Linked DNA regions of Gossypium raimondii: all the other regions are linked to region 3. Evidence: chromatin contacts called from public Hi-C data. All regions are on one chromosome and are shown on one strand. The core of a region is the stretch at or near the end of the contact, and the rest is flanking DNA. Distances in the headings are between cores, read along the strand shown. Region 1 overlaps LOC105766629. Region 2 holds the start of LOC105766627 (B3 domain-containing protein At2g36080). Region 3 holds the start of LOC105766625.

The links. Hi-C and Micro-C count contacts between places; a contact is called where the count stands out from the background.
Region 1: a Hi-C map of leaf shows a contact between it and region 3, with 4 times the contacts expected there. The contact joins the enhancer-like site here to the promoter of LOC105766625 in region 3. A contact is called at or near these places in 2 of 2 Hi-C or Micro-C datasets (both in leaf).
Region 2: a Hi-C map of leaf shows a contact between it and region 3, with 2.8 times the contacts expected there. The contact joins the promoter of LOC105766627 here to the promoter of LOC105766625 in region 3. A contact is called at or near these places in 2 of 2 Hi-C or Micro-C datasets (both in leaf).

What each region holds. Positions count from the first base shown.
Region 1 is chr4:22,707,345-22,710,044 of ASM2569854v1, forward strand. It overlaps LOC105766629, which reads left to right. Exons shown (of 19, transcript XM_012586156.2): 19 at 1-258. Among protein-coding and RNA genes, the nearest start is that of LOC105766629, 11 kb to the left of the region's middle. Within about 2 kb of position 1,432, the one cell type or tissue checked has open chromatin away from gene starts, as enhancers often do. A contact at or near this core is called in leaf, where this site is marked.
Region 2 is chr4:22,775,186-22,778,023 of ASM2569854v1, forward strand. It overlaps LOC105766627 (B3 domain-containing protein At2g36080), which reads left to right and starts at 1,265. Exons shown (of 3, transcript XM_012586153.2): 1 at 1,265-2,329; 2 at 2,831-2,838. The coding sequence starts at 1,579.
Region 3 is chr4:22,948,642-22,951,523 of ASM2569854v1, forward strand. It overlaps LOC105766625, which reads left to right and starts at 1,302. Exons shown (of 4, transcript XM_012586149.2): 1 at 1,302-1,491; 2 at 1,891-2,448. The coding sequence starts at 1,960.

The DNA.
Region 1 (2,700 bases), core at 182-2,681, 240 kb before region 3:
TAGCAGTGGAGATCTTGTACAGTCTTCAAAATTGAAACAATTCTCCCCATATATGGTAACACAGATGGCTTCAATTTATTTGTTTTTGTTTTGTTCTGTTGGTCCTCCGTCGCAGTTTGGGGATTACCTCTGTCAAGCCGAGAGAATTTGAAGGAAAAATGATAATATTCTCTATTGATTTGATTTACACGAGTATGTATACAAAATACTATAAACTCTACAAGGAAATAATATGAAGTCTAAAGTCTAATATCTAAATATCAGCTAGAATTCCCAAATGTCAACATTTACAACCTGTTAACACACCGCAAGTTGGAGCATAAATATCATACCTAGCATGTTACATAGGTATTAAACTTGATTCCCAGTAGGTAACCAGGTGAAATTAGTCCTTGAAATATTTCACGACTTAAAATGACAATCATCTTAAATGTGTTTTTTGTTCGTTCATGGAGTACTGGAATACTGGATTTGAGGCAATGTGATTGCTCCATAATTTTGTCGGTAATGAAGTCTAGGTCTTTTGTTGTAATAAGATGATGTATCCACATAATTTCAAGACAGATTGAGTCATGGCTTTATATTTTGATTCGATACCAAATTCCCTCGAACAAATACACGATAGATCTGTAGTAGATCTTCAGTCAACTTTCGGTCTTGCCCAATTATGGCATCCATGATTTTTGTACAATATACCCTATCCGAGAGTGGATGGAGTTGACATAAATTAGGTGACAACATTAACCTCATATTGTGATACTTAACGAGATATCGTGAGATAGTTCAACTTTCCTACCATTCTTCTGTACCTCGTAGGGTCTTTAAATTGATCACTATCATTTTCTGTGAGATGCAAATCATGAATCATAGGCGTGTGGCATGATTTGGCTCCTATTTTTCATGTTTCTTTTAACAAGTCAAGCACATTTTATTTGAGACAAGAGTATCTCTTTTTTACTCCTTGTTACCTACACTTTCACAGCATATTTCAGCGCCCTTAAGTTTTTTGTGTGAAAATTAGTATGACGAAATGAATTAAAGAGTCAAAATTCATGCAGTACTGTTTCATATGATAACAATGTCATCAACATATATTACTAGAAGAATGGAGCCTGTCTTAGAATTTTTGTAGAATACTAAATGGTTGCTTCTGCTTTTCTTCAAACTAAAATCCGAACTACTTCAATGTACTTCACAAACCATGCCCGATGGCTTTGTTTTAAGTCGTACAAGGATATTTTTTTTTCTTATAACGAACCTTCCCCTACCCCCCCCCTTTAAGAAATGAATCATGGTGGTTGCTCCATATAAATATGGGTGTAGTTGAAACTTAGAGTTGATGTTGAAAGAGAGAGTAGTTGTCTCATACTTGACATGCATTGTGTCGGCTTGTGAAGATGCTGACACGAATGTCACGAGACTAGAACTTGTCTCGCAATCTGTGCGGCCTTAGGCAATTTCTTGGGTTAAAATTCGCTCGAGTCAGCCTAACTCTTGTAAAGTGAGAATTCACAACAAAAAATTTTCAAGGCACCGAACATAAAATGGAAGCAACTCAAAGACAAAAGAGCAATGAAAGAACAAAAAATGCCACAAGAAAGCAACACACACAAGGTGATTTAAATGTTCCCAAAGAATCTCTATTACTGTGAAGAATTACAATTGAGATACAAATGAGGAGGAAGGTCTCTATTTATAGTTAAGCTCCCTCAAATCCAACGATACAGATTGAGTTACATTGATGGTCGAGATTATAGTCTATCTACAATTGAGATTCTTAAGGGATTGACACAATCCTTTAAGATTATAAAATCGGATATTATCAGATTACATATCTTTTAATATTATTTTTCATATTTACCAAGGTAGCCTTAATTTTTCTTAAGTACTTTTCCGGGCCACCAAGGTTTCAAGTAGATGGGCTTCTTCACATGTTCCACGAACTGGGTTAGTTCAAGTAGGTCGAATGAGCCTCATTTAATCGATTGACCTCCATGAAACGCTCTTTGTGCATTCATCATGGGCTTTGATTCACGACCTGTGACACTCCCCTACTCATTCTCGCAACGCATTCGTTGCGTCCTTGAAACGACACTGATTTGACTCACTTTAGAACTTTTTTGATGCCTTAGATGATTCCTAATGAGGCTAAATTTTAAGGGGCAATTTGAAGGCAATAATGGTGAAACTTTTCATACTTAAATTTTTAAATAGAGATATTTTTTAATTGAGGATTTATTATGATTTTTTTCCGATAAATACCATCTTATATTAACTATTTCCCCTTATATAAACTATTTGAAGGTGGCTAGGCTAAGTTGAAAATTAGGTTATATAATTAAACTTTAAATTATTTTTCTTTTCTTTTTTTTTTATTAGATTAGGGTTTACTTTTTAATTATTTTATTTTAATTTTGACTTTGTGGATCCTTTTTACTTTTTTACGGGCTTTGTACTAGAGATTTTTGGATTTCTACACTTCATTCGTTATTTATACATGAGTATTTATTCACTCAATTCTTATTTTTAAGTGTCGTTTATCACATGTTTGATAAAATGTTTGTATGAGAATTTGAATAGGTTATGGGCTATTATGATTACGTTGTATTAGTTTATTAAGTATTTGGATGTTTGATTAAGTGTTTATTTATATTGGATTGGTTGTTTAATTTGATTATACCAAATTGTGCAATACACTAA
Region 2 (2,838 bases), core at 15-2,514, 170 kb before region 3:
TTTCTTCTCTTTTTTTTCTTTTCTCACTGAATATATAAACCTAACAAGCCTGTTCATCTCTGTCAGATTTTACAATGTAGTATGAGATTTTTCACTGTTTGAAATGATGCAAAAATTAAGAAAGAAGATCAAACATGTGGCCCTGATTACCAAAAACCCTGCAGTTTGGGGGTGGCGTTGGATGGTAACCTGATTACCCATATTGCGTCAGAATTGGGCCTACTGAGTACCCTCTTTTCAGTTACTTGCTTAGTAACATGGGGTGTTTTCTAAATTGCAGAAAATTCAATCGACAAACCCTCTTTTTTCTTTCTCAAGGTTCATCTGGATACATTTGTTCTGCCCAATTCGGCAAATATTTTTTACTTTATAATATATATATATATCTCCCAATCACAAGATATATTGGAAATGTGAATTTCAGAAACTAATTTTCTTTTTGTAGGCAAAGTGAAAGGAAATCAATTGTAATTGCTCCAATCCCAGCAATGTTTATGATTTAACATTATCCTTTCTATTTTCATTCAATGATGATACACTTTTTAGATTTCCCCCTCAAGTATTGTAACTCCGGAATCTGAATAAAAAATTAGTGTGTATTTTATCTTTACTTTCCTATTAATATTTACACGTAGAAATTAAGTATGAAGTCAATACCTACTTTCTACCAGGCTCTTCCCCAATTTTGAACTAAAATTTTAACCCCAAAGTTTTGCGTTACACAAAGCACGTATAATGATTGATCGGAAATATAATCTTTTTACTGACAGTGTTAGAAGCATATAATGGAAAGAGATTACTAAAGAAATAGTCATAAATCTAGAGACAAAAATAAACTTATATGTAAAAATTATTTCTCACACAAAATACATTATTTTTTCACGGTAAAATTATTATGAAAGTTTTATATTAAGAGTTAAATTGTATTTTACTCTCTTTATAAAAGGATATTTTTATTAAAATTTTTATTTATTTCTAAAGTTAAAAATTAAGTAATTAATTTGATAACGAAAAGTCAAACTTTAAATATGAATAACAGAATAATCAGATAATTATACATATTATGTTTATCTTATTCTAATAACAAAACTAATTTTTAATAGTAAACACCAATGTCATTTAAAAAACACCAATTTTACTTATTTTTAAATAAAATAAAAATATAATTCAGTTCTTAAAGAACACATATTTTTTACCTCTTTTCCAGGAAAAAAAACCTTAAAATAGTTTCGAGGCTGTCAAGTACTTCAAGAATTCCCCGTTAGCCCGACCTTCTTTTCTCTCTCTTTCACTTCAATCTTACTCTGTTCTTCTCTCCTCTCACTTCCTCCCTCTCTCTCTCTCATTGTCATATCTTTATCTTTGTAGCTGCATTAAATAGTTTCCACATCAAACTCATAATCATCACGCCTGCCCTCTTTCACCTCACTCTTCCATACCTTCCTCTCTTTTCTTTTTCTCCACACTTGCTCTAAAGCACCCATCTCTTTCCTTCTTCGCTCTTTTGTCTCTCAAATGTCCATTAACCACTTCCAGTAATTCAAACAAAACAATCCAACGACAAAACAAACTCCTTCTATGGAACCAACCCAAACCCCCCCTTCTTCAAAGCTTCACAACCCTTCCTCAATTTCCCTTGAAAACTCCCCCTGGACCTCTCACTTCTACCCCTCCATGTTCCTATCCTCCATCCACGCTCCCCGCCACTTCAACCTTAACCATGACGACGACGAAGAACTCGACGACCAAACCTCCACTCTCAACACCCTAAACCCTAAACCAAATCCCCCTGAAAACCACCAGCTAGGCCATGAAACGGAACCCATGTTTGAAAAGCCCTTAACCCCCAGCGATGTTGGCAAGCTGAACAGGCTTGTTATCCCCAAACAACATGCCGAGAAATACTTCCCGCTAGGCGGTGACTCCAGTGATAAAGGGTTGTTGCTAAGTTTCGAAGACGAGTCAGGCAAGTGTTGGCGTTTCCGCTACTCGTATTGGAACAGCAGCCAAAGCTACGTGTTAACAAAAGGATGGAGCAGATACGTCAAAGAGAAGCAACTTGATGCTGGTGACATTATTTTATTCCAACGACACCGCACGGATGGTGATAGATTGTTTATAGGGTGGAGGAGGCGCGGTGCAGCAGTGGTGGTTGCACCGGCAGCTACTGATGGGGGAAACGCCATGATGGAGAATGATAGCGGTGGTGGTGGGGGTGGAAATGGAGGGTGGAATAATAGGGGATTGTATCAAAGGTATCCTCATCTTGGACACATTCAAGGTGATCTTGAGGCTAATGTGCCATACCAACCTGACTGTCTTCATGCTGGTATATATTTATTTGTCGCATTGTAAAACTCTTATCTATTTATCTTCTTCAAAGAAATGGGTTTTATTTATAAAAGTTTTTAGGAATAATATAAAATTGAGAATTATTGGCACATGGAAGTGCGTGAAAGACACTTTCCAATTACATGGGAGCAATGTGGTTGTGTAAGACTGTTTCTGTAATTTGTTCTTTTAAATTCTACTAACTCCGGAACGACCATTTATTATGGGGATTAGGAGTACCAATATCTACATAACCCCATTTATGTGTGTGTTCCAAATGATTTTGTTACCTTCACTTTAATTAGTAAGCATTAAGAAACCTTTTCTTATGATAGCTTCAAGTATTCTTCTTCCTTTGTGTCATTGGAATAATAAAACAAAAAAAGCGAACAAAAGTAGATGGAATTATTCAGTTAACATTTCTGGGTAGCAACTTGGAGTTCATGGATTAATATTACATATATTGAGAGATAGTAGTGTTTTTTATTTGCCATTGCAGGAAGCATT
Region 3 (2,882 bases), core at 52-2,551:
ATTAGCATAATAAGTAGCATTGAATGAAATACCAATTCTTTTAGTTATTTTTGTTACTACTTGTTATTGTTGTAGTTAAGAAAAAAACAGTAGTTACCACATTATTTTTTTGTTATTTATACTCTTTTTTTGTTAATATTAGAATACGTGAATTTGAGCATACTTATACGCATTTGATCCTTCTATTTAAGTTGACGAGAAATTATGAATAATTTTAAGCATTATATAAAAAATATTTTGAAATTTTCTTACTTAGTGATTATAAGCTCCTATTAACAAAAGTCATTTTTTTCAAGTATTAAATAGGAGAAAAAGAGGAAAAAAACTGTAAACTTCAATCTAAAAAGAAAAGATTTTGTTTTGGTCTAAATTCAATCTCATTTTTTCAAAAGTTTATCAAAATCAATCAATATAATATAAAAAATCAACAAATGAACAATTAATTCAACTCAAATTAACTAACAAAATTAAATATAAATCAAAATCACACATATAATAAAATTTGAACATAAATCTCCCAAGTTTTTGTACTTCATCCTTGTGGTTAAAATTGTTTAGTATCAACATTTTGATATTTAAATACTTTCATATAGGGATAATATTACTATTGAGTTTAAACTTTCATTTAATGTGTAATGTAATGTGGTATCTATATGAAGAAAATATTTAATTTGATACTTATATTATTCTACCATATATCAATGTACCTCAAAGCTTTAATATTGTTCAATTTACATGCTAATTTTGGGACAATGAATAAATGAATGTGACATGTAGTTATATAAGGATTTTGGATTTTGAATATGATTTTAAGCAATAAACAATTAAAACAACTTTAAAATTATAAGATTTTCTGAATTTAAAAATTATATTCAAATTTTAAGAGAATATGTGACATTCATTTATTCATTATTGTATAGTAAACATTTGACAGAAAGTTTAGGAGAGATGAACCCTTTCATATAACATCATTTATGAAGAAAACTATTATTTATTGTTTAAATCATATTTCTTAAAAAAAGAAAAAGGAACAACATATTTCTCTTGTTCCGAAAATTTCCATGTCCTAAAGCGAAACTAAAGGGTCCCAACCAAAAAGCCAAATCCAAAATTTTCGCTAATATTTCCGCGTATTTCAAATTGCGGCTCGGCTGATGGGTTCGGCTTCTACTCCCACCATTGACCAAAAGTCAAATAAAAAAACCTCTAATTTCCAATCATAGTAAGACACGTAAGTTTTCAATAATTTGACCATACAACATCTCATATTCTTCTCTTTTTATGTAAAGTCACAGTCTGTATATGATCAGAGTGAAAATACTTACATTTCTTTTCTTCCTAGTGCTTCGAGAAGCCATCAAAAGAAAGTTCTCTCTTATCTTTTTCTAGGGTTTGCTTCTGAATCTGAAAACTCCAACTTTCCCTCTTGTTTTCTTGCCTTCCGAACACTCCTTGGTACGACTAACACAAGCGATGAACCTAAAGTTAACGGTAAGTTCGTGAAAAAAAAATTAAAAAGAAAAGAACAATGAAATTTTCTCCTTGTCAACTGATTTTCCTTCTTTTCCAATGCAATAAAAGAAATAAAAATCTATTGTTCTATCCCTCAATTTCCTACAATTTTAGTTTTTTCTGTTGTCTGAAATCTGAACTGTAAACCGACAACGTTTAACTCAAATCTGTCTTTTTCATAGGTTTAGTTTATTCTGTAGTTTTTACTTTACTCATTTTTTTCATCCCCCGAAAGATATGCTAATAAGATCTAAGCATACTACTACTCGTAGAAAATAAAAGAAAAAGTGGCAATTTTGGAGGAAAAAGTTTGATTTTGTTTTCATTTTTTTGACGATTAATAATGGGTTTAATCTTCATTCATTGTCTTGTTTATAGATTTGTAAGATCTGAGGAGCAAATTTAAGCAATAAAAAGGAAGGGGCGGAATTGATTGAAAGAAAAAATATGATGTCAAGGCAAAACTTGGGCGAGATTGACATAGAAAATTTACTCCCCGGCAAAATCAGGAAACGAGGGTGTTCATCTTCAGCTTCGTCGTCATCATCAATTATGCAAAACTACAGATTCAAGAGGGCGATTCTAGTGGGCAGCAAAAGGGGTGGATCCAGTACCCCCGTGCCTACATGGAAGCTGATGATGAGATCGCCTTCAATGGCGTCAATGCTACGAGCTATGGAGTCTCCTAGGTATTCAGGATCACAAAGTGGGAGTAAATTGAAGGGGCAGCAGCAGCAACAGCAGCCGGTTTCGGCCAGGAAGCTGGCGGCGACTCTGTGGGAAATGAATGAGATACCGTCGCCTAGAAGAAAGGAAGGAAATGAGGAGAGGAGGAGAGTGAAAGAAGGGAGAGAAAAGGGAGCTGCTGCTAGGTCGGTTCATTCGGGTTCTTTGCCTCCTCACTTGTCTGATCCTTCTCACAGCCCTGTTTCTGAGGTCGGTTGTTTTTTCCCTTTCCCTTTTAATTTCTTTTTAGAAAAAAATAAATATATTTTTAAAAATTGCATGTTATTTGTCTTCACCATAGGAATGGAAATTTTAGGAAAAGAGGGTCATTATCAGGAAAGTGATCGCTCTCAAGGGATTTTTTTTTGGAATGTTATGGTTCTTTTGTTCTTTTATTTGTTTTCAAGGAATGAGCAAATAGTTGGGGTAGGTTTGGTTTATACTGTGTATTCAAGATTTGACCAGTTGATAACTAATCTATTGAATTTTGTGACTTTTGAGTCGAGTGTTGTGGTTTTAGTTTTTGCTTTTAGCTTTTAAAGACCCTGAATTATCACTTGGATCTCCTTCTTAAAGAAGCACGTAAGATTCTGCTTTTGGTGAAAGTACATTTTTATCAGAAAGCTGTAATACTAAAAGTGTTT